2 separate regions of the Zea mays genome follow, and region 2 is linked to region 1. A link is a contact called in public Hi-C data. All regions are on one chromosome and are shown on one strand. Each heading gives the region's core, a stretch centred on a gene start, on an enhancer-like site or on the middle of the called end of the contact. The rest is flanking DNA. Distances are from core to core; before and after follow the strand shown. Region 1 holds the start of LOC103649841. Region 2 holds the start of LOC100274910.

Region 1 (6,504 bases), core at 2,060-4,559:
GCACGCCTGGTCCTAGAATAGGATAGCCACTCCCACCCGTCGTGTACTCGTGCCACGCCGGGGATGCATGGCATGGTATGGTATCCCGTCGGATAGGCGGATAGCGCCACGCCACGCCACGCCACCGCGGCAGCCGGAATCGAGGCACCTCCTCTCTTTTTCCGTCCACCCCCCAACTTGCGGCTGCGCGCGGGGTCCCGGCCCGATTCGAACCGAGCCACAAGATGCGGCCTCATCGGGAACCTTATCTCCAGCGCGCGCGGGAGAGGCACCTGCGCCGCGCGCGCGCCACACACGCACGCACCGGCAAAGGTCCGGTCCCCGTGCCCGCGCGCCGCGCCAAGGATGGTGGCGTGCCGCTTGCCCCGCCCCGTAGGACGAGAGCGAGGCAGCGGGCCAAAAGCGCGCCGAGTGGATACGTCCCCGGCCGGGTGTAGAGAGAGAGTGAGCCAGCAGAGCTGCAGAGGAGGGTGATGAGGTGGTCTGGTCCGTATCCGCGCGTACTCGCTCGCTCGTCTCTCTCTCTCTCTGTGCATGTGGGGTTCCCGGCGGTCTACTTGCGCGGGGACTCGTGAGCGCAATGCCGCCGGCTGCGGCTGTCCAGCGGCAGTGCAGCGGTGGCCGAAAGGACATCTCGGATGCGACAAGCGCGCGGCATGGGTGGCGCGGAGCCCACGCCGAGTCACGCAGCTCTCGCCGCGCCGGGGGGGCAGTCTGGACTCGCTGCAGAAGGCAGGTGCTTGCCTTGGGTGTCCACTGTCCGGTCACAATCAGACTAGCACTAAACAAAACACTGAGAAGGTGCAACGATGCAGCGGATATAATTGGTTACTCCCAAGTGTGTCCACACAATTACACACCCCGCGCCCGTGCACAAACGATTTCCTACGAAATCACAACGAACGGGAACAGTTGAATATTATCAAATCAAATATATCTATTTCGGATTGGATAGTATCTTAACTTTGCCTAATTAAAGATAAAAAATACTCATATTTATAGTATCAAGTAAATTGTATTAGATTAGTTGTAAAAAATATATTATTTCCGTAACAAATCAGTATAGGAACATATGAATATTATACATCCACTTGAACATAACTCAGCCTGCAGGTATACTGTTGTTTTTGGACGGACGGACTACTCTAGATTATAGAATATCAACATGTTGTTTACTGTTCCGCACTGCCCAAAAAAGGAATCTTTGATTATCACGACGATCACGGCATAAGCATCCACCCGCATTAGTCAAACGACACTACGCAGCACGACCTACGTTCCGGGATCGCACCATCGAAGAGTCCACCACAAGCTCGGAACCACATCAGCATTCGAACCAAACACAGTAAATAAAGGCGAATGCGCGCACAGCTACCACGAAACTTATTTTTTTCCCTTTCATTGCTTAATAGTAACAGCTCAATGAACTTGTCCACTACAATGTCTTTGACAAGCATTACCAATTACCAAATAACAAAGCAAACACTTAGGCACTATACCTTAAACCTTAAACATAATATAACCTACCAAAATTACCTCTTCTCTCCGGCCGCTAATGGTGGTGTGTTCGGCAAAGAGGAAATCTCCTGGGCACGAGCAGATCCAACTTGCCCGGGGAAAAAACCCAAGATATCTCATCTCCCCTTTCCAAGCACACTCTCAGGGGCTCGTTTATGAAACCAAACAACCCTAACATATCAAGGGCACACTCCCTTTTAATTCACACGCAGAAATCAACGGTTTGCAGGAAGTCGTCCATGCCGCGGCCGAGGTCGCAGCCGGGCATCTCCGGGAAGACGTCGTTGATGTCGTCGAGGTCGAGGTCGATCTCCATCTCCTCGTCCCCGAAGTCCCCGAGCAGGAGGTCATGTTCGTCGTCCAGGCCGAAGTCCGCATCGGAGAGATCCAGAGCGTCCAGCCCGGCGCGGAAGTCCAGCGGGTCGATGTCGGGCAGCTGCAGGCCGCGCAGAAGGTCCTGGTAGAACTCTGGGTCCTCCGGCAGCTGCGCTGAGTCGGTCGACGGCCGGGCGGGCGTCGCCTCTGGGGACTGCGTGTTCCGCGCTTCCTTGCTCGGTTCAAGCACGGACGACGGCGACGGGTGCGCGAATGGAGCGGTCGAGGCGGACGACGAGGAGGAAGCCGTCGGGGTGCTGCCGCTTGCCGGAGTGTCTGCTGAGGACGCGGCCACGGGCAGCCCGCGGCGGCGCCGCTTCTCGTCGGCGAAGCTCCGGGAGGCGGACAGGTAGGCCGCGGAGGCCGCGCCAGCGGTGTCGAAGGTGCCAAGCCACTGCCTCTTGCCGGTGAACGGGTTGCGGATCTCCGCCGCCCACTTGCCCCACTTGCGGAGCCTCACTCCGCGGTAGCGCTCCGGCGCCCCGCCGCTGGTGCACGCGGCGACAGCGGCCGCCGCCGGGAGAACCGGCTTGGCTGGGGCCTTGCCGATGAAGGCCTCAAAAGAGAAGCGCTTGGTCCTTGATGGGGTGCCGCCGGCCTCCTCGTCGTCCGAGTCGGAGTCCGAGTCCGTGGCGTCGGGGTCCTCAAATAGGACACGGACGCGGCGCCTCGGCTGGACCGGCGCCGGCAGCTGCTGCGTCCGGGACTTCAAGAGGGCAGCAGAGGGTTTAAGGCCAAACTCAGACATCTTCTTAGCGTTGGGCTTCTTCGCCAGGGCCTTCTTGAGGAGAACCTGTTGCTGGTTCAACGGAGACATCTCTCTTCTATCTCTTCCGACGGGGAGAACTCCAAAACTTGTCGCCAAAATTGCCAAAAACTATGGGGGAAAACTTCTAAAGAAAAACAAGAAACTCTGGGTGCAAAAAAAATGACGGAGACGAGCGCAAATCGGCCGAATCCGTCAATCTCCTCTACAGAAGCCGCACGGCCTTATGTGGAGGAATCCGGAATACTTCACCCCGAACCCGTCCCTGCCATCACAAGTGATTTTTTTTTTGTCAAAACCCCATGGAAAGAACAGCCAAGAAATCACCAGATCTGGACGAACAGGGCCATAGAACCCGGTCAAAACCACCCAGATCGATGAAAGAATGAACCTTTTGCGGGTGAAATTGAAAGGAAAAGAAAAAAGGCACGGACCTGAGCATCGACGAGGATTTGTTCCAGCCGTTGAGCCCCTTGCGCATAGATCGGCCAGAGCAAGCGAGGGCGCGGAGGATGACGGCGAAGACGGCGATGATGAGCGCTACGACCACCAGATCGGAAAAGGGGCAAGAAGACATATACGAGAGTTGTCTGCTTCTTCTTCTCCGACGCCGGCGCCGTCGTCGTCGCCTCCGGCCTCCCTTACACGCGCTTAAACCCCAACCCAAAGCGGCGAGAGGAGCGAAAGGGGTTGGCCACGCCTCGTCCGACGATATTTAATCCCCTTCCCCATCCACGACGTAGTGCCCGCCGCACCACGCGAGACCTCGCGTCACGCGTCCGGATTCAGCTTCCCACACTGCCATATGGGCCCAAGCTAATCTTGGACCCGTGCGTCATTGAAGATTATCGGCTTAACGGAAAAGGAGGAAAGGACGGCCGCAATTTCCTGGCGCTGAGAACGTACACATGGATCTGCCAATGCTGTGTTGTCAAGCACACAGTGACTTGTGGACCCAAGGTACGGTTGGCCCCACAGTCAGTGTACAACGTGCTGGTTGCCTAGTAGTAAAGAACTATTCCGTGCCATGACCTCATGCATGGTCAGATTTTAACTGACATGTGGGTCCCTGTATTTTTGTCCCCACCCATCATCGAAACGGGGGGTGGAATGAAGTGGCGATTGTGTTTTGCTAGGGCTGTGGGAAACCATTTTTTTTTGCATTTTAATTTTTTACTAAAAGAATATACGTTTGGTTTTATAAAGGATGTAATATGATTCTTTGAATCTTTTTTAGACGCCATAAGTCATGGTACGACGCTGGTGACTTATGGCGGCGACGTAAAGTGTTGGGTGTCTTCTTTTCCGACAAAAGTTTTCAACAAAAACATCTTCGGTAAAATGGTACATAAGTCTACTTTTTTTCTGCCGAAAATTCTCAAGACAGACTTAATGTAGAATCAACATAGTCAAATGTCAAAGCTACCATTTAGTTTCTGTTCAAGTCAAGCAGAAGAAGAAAAGACCAGATAGACCTTGTTAATCTAGGTTGTCTCTAGATGAATGTTGAGGGTCGTGAATGTAATTTCCCCTGGGATGCGTCCCGTGCCTATAAATAGATGAACAATAACACCCTACTGTTCACGCTGAATTGTAATCACTCGCTCGCATCTTCACCTTCGAGCAAGCCGAATGTATCAATATAACGTGAATTTTATTGATATTTATACATGTTTTACGGAGTACAAGTATGAATGTATTAAAGAGTAATCATCAATGTATTTATCTCTTTACATTTTTATTTATTTATGATATGATGAAGGCATGTCCTTCATGGCCTTCGTCCGATGATCATTGAATCCAAGAGGAAACAATGTTTCGGAGGACGAAGGTCTTTAATCCCTAGCGACTGTGTTGCCTTGTTCTTAATTCACAGCATTCGAGAACAAGTGACCAACATTGGTGCCCACCTCCGGAGAACTCACTTCCACGACCACGACAATGGCTTCGCAAGGTGATCAAGTTGTGACACCTTCGGCTACGAAGCTGGTGCTCCCAATCACGGAGGTTCAAGTTCTGAGCCAGCTAACAAGAAGCAGAAGAAGGAAGCACAGAGAATGGTACAACATGTTGGAGTATAAGGACCCTTCATCAAATCCAAATGGTCACACATTACAATCACCTTCTCTCAGGAAGACCTCAGCTCAAAGACTATCCCCATAACGATGCAATGGTCATATCTTGTGTTATCAAAGGGTTTCTGGTTCACAATGTCCTTGTCGATACAGGCAGCGTAGCAGATATCATCTTCGCAAAAGCCTTCAGGCAGATGCAAGAGCAAGATGATAAGATACATGATGCAACACATCCCCTCTGTGGCTTTGGAGGAAGGTAGATAGTGGCACTTGGCAAGATAACAATGCCGATTACCTACGGCTATGTTCACCATACAAGGACAGAGCAAGTCGTCTTTGAGATTGTTGATATGGAGTATCCATATAATGCAATCATTGGGCGAGGAACATTAAACGTCTTCGAAGCAATACTTCATCCATCATATCTATGCATGAAGATACCATCAGACCAAGGCCCCATAGTTGTGCATGGGAGTCAAGAGGCTGCTAGAAGGGCCGAAGGGAACTGGATAGATTCAAAGGCTATTCATAACATAGATGAAGCAGAAGCTCATCAACAGTACAAGCACAAAAGAGATAAAGCTACCTCCGTAGATCAACCGAAGCCCATGCTTTTATGCGAAGATATAGTTGAGCTAAAAGTGCATTCATCCCTTTTGTGAGTTTTGATGATTTGGATAACAACACATTTAAAGGTCTAACGATTTTGCTAAGTGTTGAACAAGAAATTCAGTATGATGAACATACTTGGATAGTGTATAATGATCAGTGAACAAAGGTTCAACACGAGGTTAAATAACCAATTAGACAATGCAAATGGATATAATATGATCTCTATATTGGTCTGAATATATGGACAAGACCTGAGAAATCACTTCATACATATGATCAGAATAGAGGATGAAATGATTAAGAGGATTGGTCAAGCCAAAGTGAATAAGATATGAGGAATCGTGGATTGGCTTGACCATATTACTATCAGTCCATATATGCTTCTATGAGAATCAAACTAGAGTTTGATTAATCTTAACGGTTATATCTAGAAGACATTCAAGCAAGGTTCACAATATTGAAGAAATGATTCTCTCAATGAATGATCAATATGATGTGACTCAAGAATGGCTTGATAGGGTGAAGATAGCAAGGAAAGGGCTTCGAGGAACTAAGCGAAGGTGAAGGCCAAGCGACGGCTTGTGGACCGAGGTACCATGGTGTAACACCCCGGGGTCCACAAACACCCCAGAATGCTACTATACTACACATCTAACATTCGTATATAAAATTTCGACAACATCTCCTTTGAAAATTGCATAAACGGGGAAGAAACAAAGTATAAATAGGTATCATGATAAGAAAACATAATAGACATTAATAGTTTGCTAGCAATGGGAAGACAACCATAACGGCATGAGCTAAATTAACCAGTGCGCACAACTAGTTAGAAACAAACATCCTTTGACAAGAAGCTTCTAATTAAATCATGACTGCGCCTAAGCAGCGTTATTATAAGAGTGAAGGTGGATGTGCTGCTACTTCCCACTTCCCTTGATGAGCAACAAGCACCTGCATTGAGTAATGCAAGAGTGAGATGAAACATCTCAGCAAGCGAATTATTTTGACAAGATATTTAAACCACAAATTGAATTCATCAACATTTTAAAAGAGTCACAATTAAAATCAGAAATACTTGTAGACATAGAACTCAGTAGTCCCACTATAACCAATACCATCTCATTTTCTCGAACAACCACAATAGGTTCTATAACACTT
Region 2 (6,954 bases), core at 946-3,445, 540 kb after region 1:
CGGACGGTCCGGTCGTGCACCCCGGACGGTCCGCGAGGCCCTCTATAATTCATTTCTCCGAACCCGTCACCTTCGGGTTTTTCGGTTTCTTACCGACCGGACGGTCCGCGCCTGAGGCCGGACGGTCCGCGCGAGGGCTCGGACGGTCTTTGCTTTTCCTACGGACAGTCTGTAGTGGAAACTTGTGTTTTTGTATTGGTTCTGTCCGAGGGTCATCCTTGTGTCGCGGACGGTCCGCCGCAAAGGCCCGGACGGTCCGCGCTTGGCCTGTTTTTCCAAAAAGCTTCTCCTGTCCGGAATAATCTACGGTATTCCGGTCAGTCGAATTAGTATAGTTGTAGATGAACCTTTGGCACCTGTAGAACATACAATCTAGAGCAAACTAGTTAGTCCAATTATTTGTGTTGGGCAATTCAACCACCAAAATAATTTAGGAACTAGGTGTAAGCCTAATTCCCTTTCACCATGAGTGCGTCGTAGGGCAAGTGACGTGCAGGCCATTAATGTGTCGCGGTCCCGGGAGCTCGTAGGTCATGAATGTGTATTTGACCCGAGGGGTTATGAGTGGGAAGTGGATCGGCGCCCGCGCTATGGCTCAGTGCCAAGCATGGTTAAATGTGGTCGGCTATTTATGATAGGCCAGTCTAAGGCCAGACGCGTGATCCACTCGAGTGATTCCCTTTCGACAAGCTCGTCCCCTCCCATCTAGTTCCGTCACGCCCGACCTTGGGCTCGATGGCGCGAGGTTCGACCGGGGGTGGACTCTTTCAGGGTTGACGTATCCACCTCTCTCAACTGACCAACGACCCCAACGATCAAGGGCTCTTTCCTCATTGCACTATCTAACTGGCAGGTCCTAGAGACCAGGGATCATTTCCTCGATAAGTGTAATCCCCGAGTCAATTACCAATGGAAGTCCTTTATCTTAGCTACGTTCCGTTTTAGCACTTTGATAATTGTGAAGTCAATGAATATGTTGGTGTCTTCGACATCTGTTTCTTGTAAGTCTAATACCCTTTATGTTATTATTAGAGCATTGTGCAATGGTATTTTATCTATGTAATCGTTGTGTATGTGAGTTCTTATCCTTCCACGTACATAGTTCACATTCGGTTTGACTTCTGAAACCGGGTGTGACACACAAGCTATATGCTAGTGAGGGCAAGGGGGAGGGAAGGGTTGAAAGATAAGGGATAATGCAAATAATATTGTCCATTGGATTTATGTGAGTAAGGGAGAGTGAGTTATCCAACGATCTGAACCATTGGTTTTGATGGTCTGTTAAGCCTAAGTGCAATTTATTTGGTGGATTTAACCATGCACGAGTATAGGGACGTGCTCACGCACATAGCCATGGTGTTGACCATGGAGGCGGAGCGACTAGACGTGCCCTTCTAGTTTAACCTAGTCGTATCCCGGTTGGAGGCGCTGGACATGGAGTAGCTCCAAGTGAAGACATGTGAGGTGCGGGCCATGAGCTTATGACCTCCAGTCTATAGCTGCACTACCTCCTAGCCTCCCCTGACGACTCTGGCAAGGATGGCTGCCACCAACAGAGCAACGACATCGACAGTTATCAACGACACCTGAGCCTAGAGACCAGTGTGTCCCGTCGATGTCGTGCGCGGACACGTTCCTATGTGCGATGTGGGGCCTATCACCCAAAGTGGTGGTGGTGGTTACAAAATAGAGTCGTGGCACAACGTCGCGACGATGATGAAGCGGTTCGTGGAGGCGCTAAACTACTACGTGCATCGTCTGGTGGTGCAAACCTTTAGGGCTTGTTTGGGACAAAGGGTAATGGAGGGAATTGAGGGGGCTATAATCCCTCACTATTCAAAATTAAGTAGTGAGGGATTTTAGCCCCCTCAATCCACTCCATTACCTTTGATCCCAAACAAACCCTTAATGGACTAATAGATACTCCCTCCGTTTCTTTTTATTTGTCGCTGGATAGTGCAAAATTGCACTATGCAGCGACAAATAAAAAGAAACGGAGGGAGTATCTTTAATGGGGTAATTTCTTCATGCTACCCATCTCCAATTCTCACTTATGCTACCTCTGTCGACAACTATTCTTTTTTAGACCGTAGTGTTAGCTAGAACTATATAACAGTGTGCATAAACAATTGGCCCATCGTATAAAAAGAAGACCACTCCATCGCCCGGAGAAGTTTCAAAGAAAAAGAACATATTTCCGCATAATTGCTCTTTCCGCCTTATAAACCAGCGGTCCTTTTTCTTTTCTTCGAAAACACTCCTCTAAGCCACCAAACACTTGCTATGCCCGCTCCTCCCCGCGCACTGCTCAGCACGCCGTGCCCGTGAGACCATGGACGCGAGCGCGGCCACCGCCAGGCGCAAGCGCAAGCGCCCCGACGCCGACATCACCGGCGACGCCGACGCCGCCGCCGCCGCTGCCGCTGCCGCCGCCCCGGTCGCCGTCGACGAGGCCTCGGACGCCGAGGTCGAGGAGTTCTACGCCATCCTGCGGCGCATCCGCGACGCCTCCCGCCGGCTGTGCGGCGCCGGCGCCCGGCCCGCCCCGCGCGCGCCGGCGTGGCGGCCCAGCTTCTCCTGGGAGGACTTCGCGACCCCGGCCCCTGGCGCGCCGGCGCCTGAGACCCCGACCCCCACGCAGCAGGAGCCGGCGCAGCCGCGGCCCGACGAGCCTGTAGCCGTCGTCCGCGCTACCGCCCCGTCGCCGCGTGCCGGGCTGGACCTGAACGCGGAGCCGGAGCCGGAGGCGCCGGCCACCCCTCGCTCGGCGCGCGTCCAGGCGTAGCGTAGCGTAGCGCGCGGCGCATCGTCACCTGCCTCCTGCACCGCGCCAGCCAAGGAGAGCCGTAGCGTGGGGCCGTTGGGCGTGCGCGTCAGCTCGGCTGCTGCTGGGAGGTGGCTGGCCCGGTGAGTCGGTGATGTCATGTCAGCCGAGAGCCGACGGTGGTCGCAATCGTCCGCGGGCGGCACAGCACAGCACACACAGTGCGTACCTTCCCCTCGGTGAATTACTGATCCGAATCCCCATCATGTAATCGTAATTTTTTTAGTGGCTCTCTTTGGTGCGCTGCTCCGTGTGGACAGGTGAGACTGGTTCGTTGCTTTGGTTGCAGGAAAATACCTTTTAATCGGAGCAGTTGATGTACCGTCCGAAAAAATGACGTGTTTAACTATTCGTTGCGTTTTATGTATTATTTTTAACCTATGACTGCTAACGATGGCATGTTTATTAGTTTTATGTATACAGTATTATATTAATGATATATACTATTAATATAGCATAGCTTTTGGACTTGAATGGATCTGTCCGTTCGCACACATATTATTGTAGCACATTTCTTCTGTGATGAACAAACTGTAATTCTTTTTCTTACCGATTTGGAAGGTTAATTAATTAGGATAGTGTTTCGTAAAAAAGAAGAGTACCTCTGTTGTCATAGCATCTTCATGAGTACCCAATAAAAATTTGCAGCATATATATTTTTGGACTAAAAAGCATCGTCAACAATTACCAATCCCACCTGCTACTATCTTGTAGCGCTGGAAAAACTCCCCCCCCCCTCCCCCCCCTGATCCGCGGATAATTTTGTGGACTTTTTATTTTGTCGCGCTCGCGCATGCAGTATTTCATTTATTTTTTACTTGGTGAATCGTAACCCGTCGGCCGTCCATGTGTACAAGGCTTACTGTACGAGCTGTTGACTTTGTAGGCACACGTTTTGAGTGCGCCGCTGCCGCCGTTCCATTTCCCTTCACAAAAAAGCAAGTTGATATTGCTACTGATAGGCGAGCCAACTTTGATTGCTAACCATCGGACAGCACCAGGGAAGGACAAATGTATTCCGACGCTGTACGTAAATAATTGAGAAAGAACCATTCATTACCTTGGTTGTATGGTCAAGTCAAAGCAAGTATATGATGACACATTGTCATCGTGGCCCCGAATACAGTATATAGTAGCTCTTGACCAGACATGGAGCCTAAAGCACGCAATCAGTTGCTTGTTGGAGCGATCGATCTACGTCAAGATTATTGGCAAATCAAGTCTAGAGCCCGACCATCTCGATCTGTGTACGAAGCATCACAGATTCACGACTTCCGTTTCGGTACTACGCGGGTACGTACGCTCTAGGCGTGTGAACCCAGGAGACCGGCCGGGGACCTAGCGCGAGTGGGGGCAGGGCTAGGTTTGAACGCACATGGCGTAGCGTTTAATTAGACGCGCAGTAGAGCAACGGGGAACGGAAGCTCAGTGTGGTCGTGTTCGTGTGGACGGACCGGACCGCGCATGCCATGCACTGCACTGCACAGCGCCAGCTGCGTCGTCTGTGCGCTGTGCTGTGCCTGCGTGCACGCGTCGCACGGTTCGCCCCCGCACGGCACCACCGCACCATGTGCTACCTACTGGTAGCAGAGCAGAAGGCACTAGGCAGATATTGTAGACTTGGATAGCAGTAGACGCAGCAAAAAGGTCGTCGGGCACGCACATGGTGGCCCGGCGCCGGTACCTGTCTGTCTGCTCTAGTGCTTGCTAGTACGTACTGTATGTGGACAGCTGCCATGGCCGACGCCAGCAGGCACACGTCGCCGCGTGACGCCAGGTGCGTGCGTGCGTGCGTGCGCGATGGACATATGTGGTGGACTGGTGGTGGTGGACACACTTGGTTTGGTGCCAAGCGGGGCCGAGACCGTGATGCATGCCTGAGGTGACTCTCAGGTGAGGTGTACGTGTGGGGTGCGGGCCGTGCTCTGCGCCCCGCCCCGTGTCCCGTCTGCTGGGTCGGGTGGCTGTTGGGTCGCCGGCCGCCGGATATTTTAATGCGACCGAGTGGACCGCGTCGCCGACTCGCCGTAGCCGCCTAGAGGACAGCAGACAGATACTCGTCGAGTTCTCGAATCGTTTTCTGTGACTTGGACGCAGGAAACACGAGGGAGAGCGGTCTCGCTAGACAGACACCATGGGGATCGCACACGTGACACGACACGGTACGGTACGGTGGATAATAATAAAATAAAATGCGCTTCGGACCCATCGCGTCACAGTCCGGTGACCGGGTCGTTGCTAATCTCTTTCGCTGTCATGTCCCCCCTCCCGACTCCTCCAATTCGGCCATTCCCGGCCGGCCTGCCTGTCAGCAGTAGTATAATGGAGGAGCGTGAGAACGAAGACCATGCACAGCAAGTAACTGAGGTTCATGAAGCAATGCCACAGAAATAGGAGCGCACCAAGAGAAGTCGCCATCCTATATATGTCCGTATAAGTGGGCTAGAGTGACCCATGTAAACAATAGGCCGTAGTGGGCCGCGCGACGTCATGTGTTGCAGTATAAAAAGAGACATAGGCTTTATCAAAAGTATACCGAAAATCAGAACAAAAGAATACAAAGGCTGAGACAACGTCTCGCGGCCAAAACATTATGAAATACAGTTTCATATAATTACAGTTTCATCAATCAGGTCCTATATCATGTTATTCTGAAATACATCATATTGTTTAGGAAATAAAATGTTAGAAATAGTATACAAAATGAGGATATGGCTCCATCGTATGGGGGCCTAGATGGTGTTTGTGACTGCTCCAGAACATTTGGTGGAGCTGGTACAGTCATTAGGTCTTCCACAAAATCGTGGAACTAGAATTATGAATCTTTAGAAGACATTTAGACAAGTAATTTTGTTTATAATTTAGATAAAATATTTTCTAAAACACCCCTTAGAGCGTCTCCAATAGCTTCTAATATTTCCGCTCCCAATATCTCTATATTAGGTTCTTCATAAAAATATAAAAGACTAAAAAAATATACTGCGTACCCTATATCTCTAAGCAATATACATATGTATCTGCGACATGGATGGGAACCCTAGCGAGCAAAGCTCTGGAATGGAGGCGCGGGAAACAAAAAAGCTAGATAGGGAGACAATGCCTCGATCCTAAATCTATGTCACGAGTCTCCGGCTTTAGGGCACCGAATTTTTTGGGAAAATAGATTAGAAGCTGTTGGATTTTTGGGAAAATAGATTAGAAGCTGTTGGACTGAGTTTTTTTATCTTTCTCCCTGAACTATTATTTTGGGAGTATCAATTGAAAGTTGTTGGAAATTCTCTTAGGACCTGAGATGCAGAGCCATATAATTATTTGATGAATTTTTGTAATTGGACTAGATTTTTTCATCTTTGTTTCTAAACTATTATTTTGTGAGTGTCAATTGGAAGCTGTTGGAGATGGTCTTTGAACCCGAGAGACCGAGTATTATGATTATTTGATAATTTTCTGTAAAAAAAATTCCTGTCAGAGTAGATTTTTGTGCTAGAATCATATATTTCAAAATACAACAACTTCGTTTAGAACGGAGATGCTTAAAGTGTAAATAAGTAGAAGTAGAAATAGATATAGGATTGCCGTAGCCGTTTTCTACTATACCTGGCCCAGCCCATGAAAATGGGAGACCGGTCGACATAGGTGGTTGGCTTGCAGTCAAGGCCCACGGTTTATATTAACTGTCTAACGGATTCGTGCCACGCCACGGCCCACGGTCCATAAACCAATCATCAGCTCTCATCATCGATGCATCGTTCGCCGTACTGTCATGTTATTGGATGGGTTGTGTTTAACTTCCCTTTAGTATTTTTGGTTAGGTGTGGGATGGATATCAAAGTAATTAGATTTGGGTATGGGTGGGAGTGGATTGAATTTTTACCATTAGCAGGCCTACGTACTGACAGCTTATGGGCTACAGCACCGAAATGGCCCTGCAGCTAGGCAGTAAACTTAACACTCCTTCCTACAAATGGCGTTCATTTAAAACACTAGTCCATTAGCTCATGCCCTCGTACGGGTTTTGAAATTTTAGAAATACAATGTGTCGAGGTTTTGGAAACCGAGGGACAATAGACTTGTGTTCGGTGAGGATGCAAACGCATACTCACTCCGAATGATGAATCACGAAGATCGAA

The links. Hi-C and Micro-C count contacts between places; a contact is called where the count stands out from the background.
Region 2: a contact with region 1 is called in a Hi-C map of bundle sheath, with 2.2 times the contacts expected there. The contact joins the promoter of LOC100274910 here to the promoter of LOC103649841 in region 1. A contact is called at or near these places in 3 of 25 Hi-C or Micro-C datasets (bundle sheath, leaf and tassel).

What each region holds. Positions count from the first base shown.
Region 1 is chr3:22,453,093-22,459,596 of Zm-B73-REFERENCE-NAM-5.0, forward strand. It overlaps LOC103649841, which reads right to left and starts at 3,310. Exons shown (of 2, transcript NM_001323508.1): 1 at 3,094-3,310; 2 at 1,375-2,924. The coding sequence starts at 2,710. The coding sequence ends at 1,721.
Region 2 is chr3:22,998,430-23,005,383 of Zm-B73-REFERENCE-NAM-5.0, forward strand. LOC100274910 reads left to right here and starts at 2,196. Exons shown (of 1, transcript NM_001149162.2): 1 at 2,196-3,192. The coding sequence starts at 2,333. The coding sequence ends at 2,785.